Linked DNA regions of Mus musculus: region 1 is linked to region 2. Evidence: chromatin contacts called from public promoter capture Hi-C data. All regions are on one chromosome and are shown on one strand. The core of a region is the stretch at or near the end of the contact, and the rest is flanking DNA. Distances in the headings are between cores, read along the strand shown. Region 1 has its middle 15 kb from the start of Gm33230. Region 2 overlaps Cradd (CASP2 and RIPK1 domain containing adaptor with death domain).

What was found. Capture Hi-C pulls out chosen DNA fragments and counts their contacts.
Region 1: a contact with region 2 is called in a promoter capture Hi-C map of adipose tissue. The contact joins two enhancer-like sites. A contact is called at or near these places in 1 of 484 Hi-C or Micro-C datasets (the HL-1 cell line), 8 of 115 datasets of contacts at active chromatin or transcription factors (bone marrow-derived macrophages, cardiomyocytes, embryonic basal ganglia and 3 more) and 2 of 9 other capture datasets (adipose tissue and liver).

Annotation. Positions count from the first base shown.
Region 1 is chr10:95,397,186-95,400,184 of GRCm38.p6, reverse strand. It overlaps a transcript of Socs2 not described here. Among named protein-coding and RNA genes, the nearest start is that of Gm33230, 15 kb to the left of the region's middle. Within about 2 kb of position 1,439, at least 66 of the 459 cell types and tissues checked have an H3K27ac peak or open chromatin away from gene starts, as enhancers often do. A contact at or near this core is called in adipose tissue and heart atrium, where this site is marked.
Region 2 is chr10:95,231,937-95,235,199 of GRCm38.p6, reverse strand. All of the region lies in intron 2 of Cradd (CASP2 and RIPK1 domain containing adaptor with death domain), which reads left to right. Among named protein-coding and RNA genes, the nearest start is that of Gm29684, 88 kb to the right of the region's middle. Within about 2 kb of position 1,854, at least 37 of the 459 cell types and tissues checked have an H3K27ac peak or open chromatin away from gene starts, as enhancers often do. A contact at or near this core is called in adipose tissue and heart atrium, where this site is marked.

The DNA.
Region 1 (2,999 bases), core at 190-2,689, 170 kb before region 2:
GGGCTGTGAACTGCAGATGCCACTGTAGCTGAGCTCTGGGATTGGCTCACTGAGGTCCCTCACCGTGCTTCATGTGAGGTCCAGGAATGTATAGTTTTGCGGTCTGATATATTTTGATGGTTGCCAGATAAAATCGATGTCTGGCACTTTTTTCTAGGAAAAACACATTTAGACGTTTCCAAGCTGATTTGTAGGACTTCATGTCATTAGAACTTTGTGGCAGAACTTTTTCTCAAGTGGCTGAAAACATAAAGGAACTTCAGTCTCGAGGGCTGTTCCCAGCATGTCCTGGGAGTGCCAAAGCCGAGAGGCGGACAACGGCCTGGATTGTTTAGACGGCCTTTCTTCAAAAATAACTGAGTATCTGGACTTCTTCCAATAAGGAAAATAACAGCTTTAGCTACTGACACCAGATTAGTCCCACAACTTAGGAAAAACGGGGTACCTTTTCCTCAAGTTTCTAATAACATTTCTTAGTCTGGCTGAGAGGGAGGACTCAGGTTAGTCTTGAAGGTCTGATTGCTGTTTGCTGTTCTATTCTGTTTTTTGTTGTTGTTGTTTTGTTTTGTTTTTTTTCAAGAAGAGCCGGGTTGGGAGAAACAGACTGTTGTTGAAAGTTAGCCTCCCAGTTCAGGCGAGCAAATCACAGTCTTTTTCTTCATTTATGTCCTAAGTATCTTGGATGCGAGTTAAGACGCTATTATAAAGGAATGAAACAGAGAGAGAGGTAGAGAGAGAGAGAGACAGACAGACAGACAGACAGACAGACAGACAGAGACAGACAGAGGGAACCTGGTGATACACGCATTACTTTTTCTTTAAACTCCCTGGCTTCTCTCTAAGGCCAGCGGGTGGATAGCAAGTCTTTACTTGTTGGCAGTACACTGAAGCCTCTTGGAACAAAATGACTATTGAAAACAAAAAAGCAGCTTCGTGAGATACACTTCAGCTAGGGAGCCCAGGAGTAAATATTTTAGATTTGGAAGAACTTTAAAAAAAAAAAAAAAAGCTACAGATCTTCTGAAAGACTTGCCATTTAATTAGTAGGTTAATGAGGCCTTAGGACCGAAAACTTGGTCTGGTTAAAGCACCCACAAAAACTCAAGTAGAACCTGGAAGCAATTCGACCTTGATTTACAAACATGGTGAGGACTAGGGCCAGCTTTGGCTATTTCGAGGAACTGGATAGGGAGAGGGATCAATCAGGGAGAAAGCTGTGTGTGTGTGTGTGTGTGTGAGAGAGAGAGAGAGAGAGAGAGAGAGAGAGAGAGAGAGAGAGAGAGAGAGAGAGAGAGAGAGAGATCTCCTCTCCGGTCTCCATTCTTTCTGCGGGGAGGAGGGGGGGCTACGCTGTCTGGGGCTCGCCCTGGCTGAGCAGAGGGAAGGGCTGAGGTGCCACCGGCTGACGGCTGACGCAGAAGACGTTCTTTTTCTGCAGCCATCTGGGAGTGGCAGCTCCTCCTGGCGTCCAGGCGCCCTGCGGGTCTCAGGGGGTGGGGTGGGGTCCTTATGTCAGGCCACAGCTACAGAGGAGATGTCACCAAATGCGCATTGCGCTGAGCGCACGGCGCCGCTTTCCTCTACAGTGAATGGGTTAACACCTTCTTCTACACCCACCCCTCTGCCCCCACCGTTTACCTCCTACAAACAGAGTTGGGAACCTGGCTGCCACTGTCTGCAAACAAAGCACCTCTCTTGTTTCTGTTAATCCAAAGTAAATATAATCTTCTATTAGCTAGTTTCTCAGTTATTCTGACAGCAACCTACTCGGGGTTAAAAAAAATATCTAGCTAGTTCAGCAAGTCACTATGACGGAGGGACGGGACTGCCTACCTCCTTCCCCACTCCATCCCCTAGGACCTCTTATCTATTTGTAAAAAACTATTTCAGAATGTTCTAATGTCATAGAAGCATCTAATTTTAATCACTTTTTAAAAAGCACACACAAGCAGTATCATGCGTACATACATTCTGCTCTTTAATTTGCTTCTCAGGTTTGCTGTTTGGGGTCTGGATAGCTTTTCATGTCCTTACTCAGATCCCAGCTCTTTACATATTCCAGCCCATGAACACACTTGTTGACAGGCTTGGTCCCCATCAGTGGACGGTTAGGTTGTCTCTGCCCTCACAAACAACAGTGTATTAAAGCCTCTGGGCTTATGAATGTTCTGTGTGTTTATGGGCACAAACACACGGAGTAAATCCCTGCCCCTGGAACTTTTTTGGTGACGGGGTACTCACATGGGACATGTTAGAAGGTTTTCAAAGGCGGGTAGTCCTAGCAATATTTCAGACATAAATAAGTTATTATCTTTCACATCTCCAGCCTTTACCAGGCTTTCTTGAAAACAGTTAATATTTAAATGACACATTTGTTACCGAGAGCAAATCAGCTTGTGTTAAGTTGCTAATTAAGTGTCTTTAAAGTTAAATTTCAAGTCCCAAACAGAGGTCTCTGGAGTGTGCAATTCTCTGCCAGGGCCTTTAGAAACTAGCAAGAAGCCAGCCGTGACAAACTCATCCCAGTCTCCAGGGACATCAACGGCTGTGGCATGTGGCTCTGGAAAACTAGCTGCTTTGAGAAACTCTAGGGTGGGATTGGGAAGGGGTTTGTTTCATGTGTAAGAGTGTTGTCACCAATTAATTCACTTCAGAAACACTGACTAAACACAACCATAGCAAAAGTTTCTCCTCCCCCTGCCTTTCTTTGTACCAGCCTCCCGACACCAGATGGGAGCCCGGTTCTAGGAACCACAAAATTAATTTCCTGCCACTGAAAGGTGATCCAGCAAGGGGATTAGCTTTGCCTGAGGGTGGCTATACACTATATCTAGATCTTGCCCCCAAAGGGATATTTGGCTTGCTTGTGAGTTTAGTGGCTCAAAGCGTTCCACCTGCACCAAACGGTCCATTTAGCTCCTCACTTGAGTTTTCTAGGTAGAAACATTACAGATGAAACCAGGTTCCAATGGATGAGTCAAGTTTTAGAACTTGGGATT
Region 2 (3,263 bases), core at 605-3,104:
AAGATCATGTGGATTATTCTTTCTGATTATTAGTCGAACATGAATCATTACACAGAACCATGCAGGGCTTTGTTTGCTAAGTGTATTTTGAAAGATAGCTAGCCATGGCCTGCAGTAGAATTCCTTTTGGCTCCTGTGTTAGTTTATTGAAAGTAGAACTCACTAGACTCGTGAATGCAAGAGCAAGGTGTCTCCACCATCTTCTGAGTTGAGGATAACTTTCATCCTTTGCCAGGCTCCTTAGAGACTGGCTGTGAGCAGCCCTGACTTAACTTCAAAGCACAGCTTGTCCCTTTGCCATTGGCACCACAGCATCTTAATTATGCTTGGACAGCTATTATTAGGATAGACAAGTGAGTAAGAACTTTCCTTTGTTGGTTTATATTGCTGTTTTGTGTGACATTGTATAAGCTTAAGCTCACCCAATTATCACAATTGCCACATGCCAATGTACAGTCATTGACGGAGACTCCGAGTTCTTTCAGTGTCTGATGGATTGTTTTATTTAGTTCATAGAAACAAAATGTTTCTTGCCATGCCATCTTCCTAAGCCACAGTCTGGACACAACTGTTCTATTAATGTGTTTCTGACCAACTCAGAGAGCTGTTTATTGACTAAATCCTTGGGTGACTGATTGTAAGCATGGTCCTGGTTATGACTGCAAAAGAAGAAAGTTGGGTATAATCAACTTTATTAACAGTGATTTCAGGAATGTGTGCTTCAGAGAAAGAGGGATATTTTCAATGTTCACATACTTTCAAAGGAGGAAAATAAAAAAGGGCAAGTCCATACAGCAAAAATCACAGTATTTTAGATAGAAAAAAAGAGGGGTGGGGGTGGGGGTGGGGGTGGGGAGAGGGAGCTGTTTTAAGAGCAAGAAACTCTTGTTGGACTTGGATCCCAGGAGAACACACGTTAGACTAAAGGGGGAAACAAATAATGAGGCAAGAATCAGAAGAGTGATGTAAACCAGCAGCCAAATAGCCACAGAGCTTAAGGCCAGACCTAACTGTGTCTAGAGACTATGGAACCCACCAGAAGAGCACCTTTATGACTGAGTCCAGAGTGAGGGGAGGTGGAGACTAACCAGGCTCATGGCTCAAGGCAGGTGGAATAACGTTAACATATAACAGTGATTGAGAGTGAACCCAGTGTATGTGATAGGTAATGATAATAACAGTTATTACAATCTATTGACTTTCTATTCAGGGCTGGACACAATAAAAGAGGATTTAATTATTTTTTTCTAGTACCCGTGACAGCTGTGCATGGTAGAGATTACTGTTATCAACCCCGTTTTACAGAGAGAATACCAGGCCACGGGAGATTTCATAACAAGCCTGAAGTTTGTAAATGAGAGGACAACATTCATATTCGGGTCTGACCTGTTTTAGTGTCTGGCTCTTGGCAGGGGACAGTTTCATACATGTATGGCGTATTTACAATATATGCATTTGTATGCGTCTGTATACAATGTATTGTGATCATGTTGGTTCCTTAGAACCCCCTTCCCCTCTCTTGCTGACCCCATCTCCCCAATTAACCCTCTCCTACTTTCCTTTTATTTTTTGGACTCACTGGATTTTATTAGAGTTGCTTATGTTGGCATTGGATAGGAGTTATTTATTGGAGCCTAGGCAACATACCGGGGCTACACCACTGAAGGAAATGAATGACTGCCTCTTTTGAGTAAGCATCCCAACTCTTATGCCTACTAGCACCAAGCTTTGAAACAGATTGCATGTTTCCGTTTAAATTACTATAGTGTCAGGCACATAAACCAAGATAAACCCAATAGATGGCATTGAAGAGCCACAGCGTGGAGTCATAGCTGAAACAAGGAAATGGAATACCATGATCCTAAGAAACGTACGTAGCTGCCGGCTGGCTCACTTGCTCAGTGCTCTCCTACACTGGGCAGAGCCCTGAGCGTAATCTGCAGCACTGGAAACGGACCATCTGGATTTCTTCTTATAGGTCCACTTGAGACTGTTTGGAGCCAAGAATTTTGATAGTGATCCCTGGCAAACCAGACTTGGTGTCAGGGAGCTGCTCTGTAAAGCTGTAAGTGACGGAAGAGATGCGTAGGAGACAGCCTATGCGTTCACAAGGTGTGCCAACTTCGATTCTCCCAACCTGTGCTCCTGCCCTCCTCTGTTCCTTCCTAGCTATTTAAATGGCGATCCTATTGTTGGAGGATTTCATAGGGGATTGCGAGCAAGGGAATTCATCTGGGCTCAGTAAGGCAGATTCATGTTTGATTTAGCTTCTTTTGCGGAGTATTGATTTTAAACAGGTTTTGCTGCAATAATATTGTGGTTATGTCATCCCTCTGGACCATCAAAATAGCAACTCTTGTCTAAAAAGGAAATACGTTTCTGGCCTGGATTGTTTGGCATTTCCTGGTATTTATTGGCTCCCACATGCCTGTGAATCTTCTGTGTCAGCATTCCTTGTGCTTATATTCAGAGGAAGGAGGAAGAACAAGTCAGTGTCACCTCCTGAGAGCAGCAGTGTGGGCAATGGTGACCTCTGGATGACACATCACATCCGTTCATAAACTCTGCTAGGGATAGTCTGTTCCTTACCATAGCAAACCCAGTGGTCTGTCATTTAGGGACTCCCACTCTTCCATTTTTCAAGATCCAGAGTGATTTGGTTGCCTTCTGTCTGGCTCCTCAGAGTCTCCCATCTTTCTGCGCAGCTGTCGGTTCTCCCAGCATCTTAGAAGATAGCTCACCTTGGCTTGGTAACTTCAGTGCATATAAACTGGTTAGGCTGATGCCTATCTGGGGTGGGGGGGGCTTTAAACCCTGTTTGTGTTTTATCTTTTGAAGTAGGAAGAATTTGGCATGGCATGGCCAGTAGCTTAAAGTGAAGTAGGAAAGACCTCCTTACAGTTTTGGAGATTTGAGACGAGAGTATAGTGTATCTGTTAGTGTTATGAAGATAGTGTGCATGCCCTGGATAGGATATAGAATACCTCTGCCTTTTAAGACTCTATGATTATGAACAGTTCCGTTTCATACATACACACTTGGGTACTGTCCAAATCAAATTCAGGGTCAGGTAGATGGTAGGGTGGGTAAAAAAGCTGCACAAGACATGGTGATCTGTGACCCCATCACCCCTGAGGTGAGATGGGAGGTGAGGCAGGAGAATGGATCTGAAGCCACAGGCCAGCTCTTTTGGAATGTGCATTTCAGCAGCCCTCATGATCAGCACATGTGTGCTGTGGCATGCATATATGAAGGCATGCGTG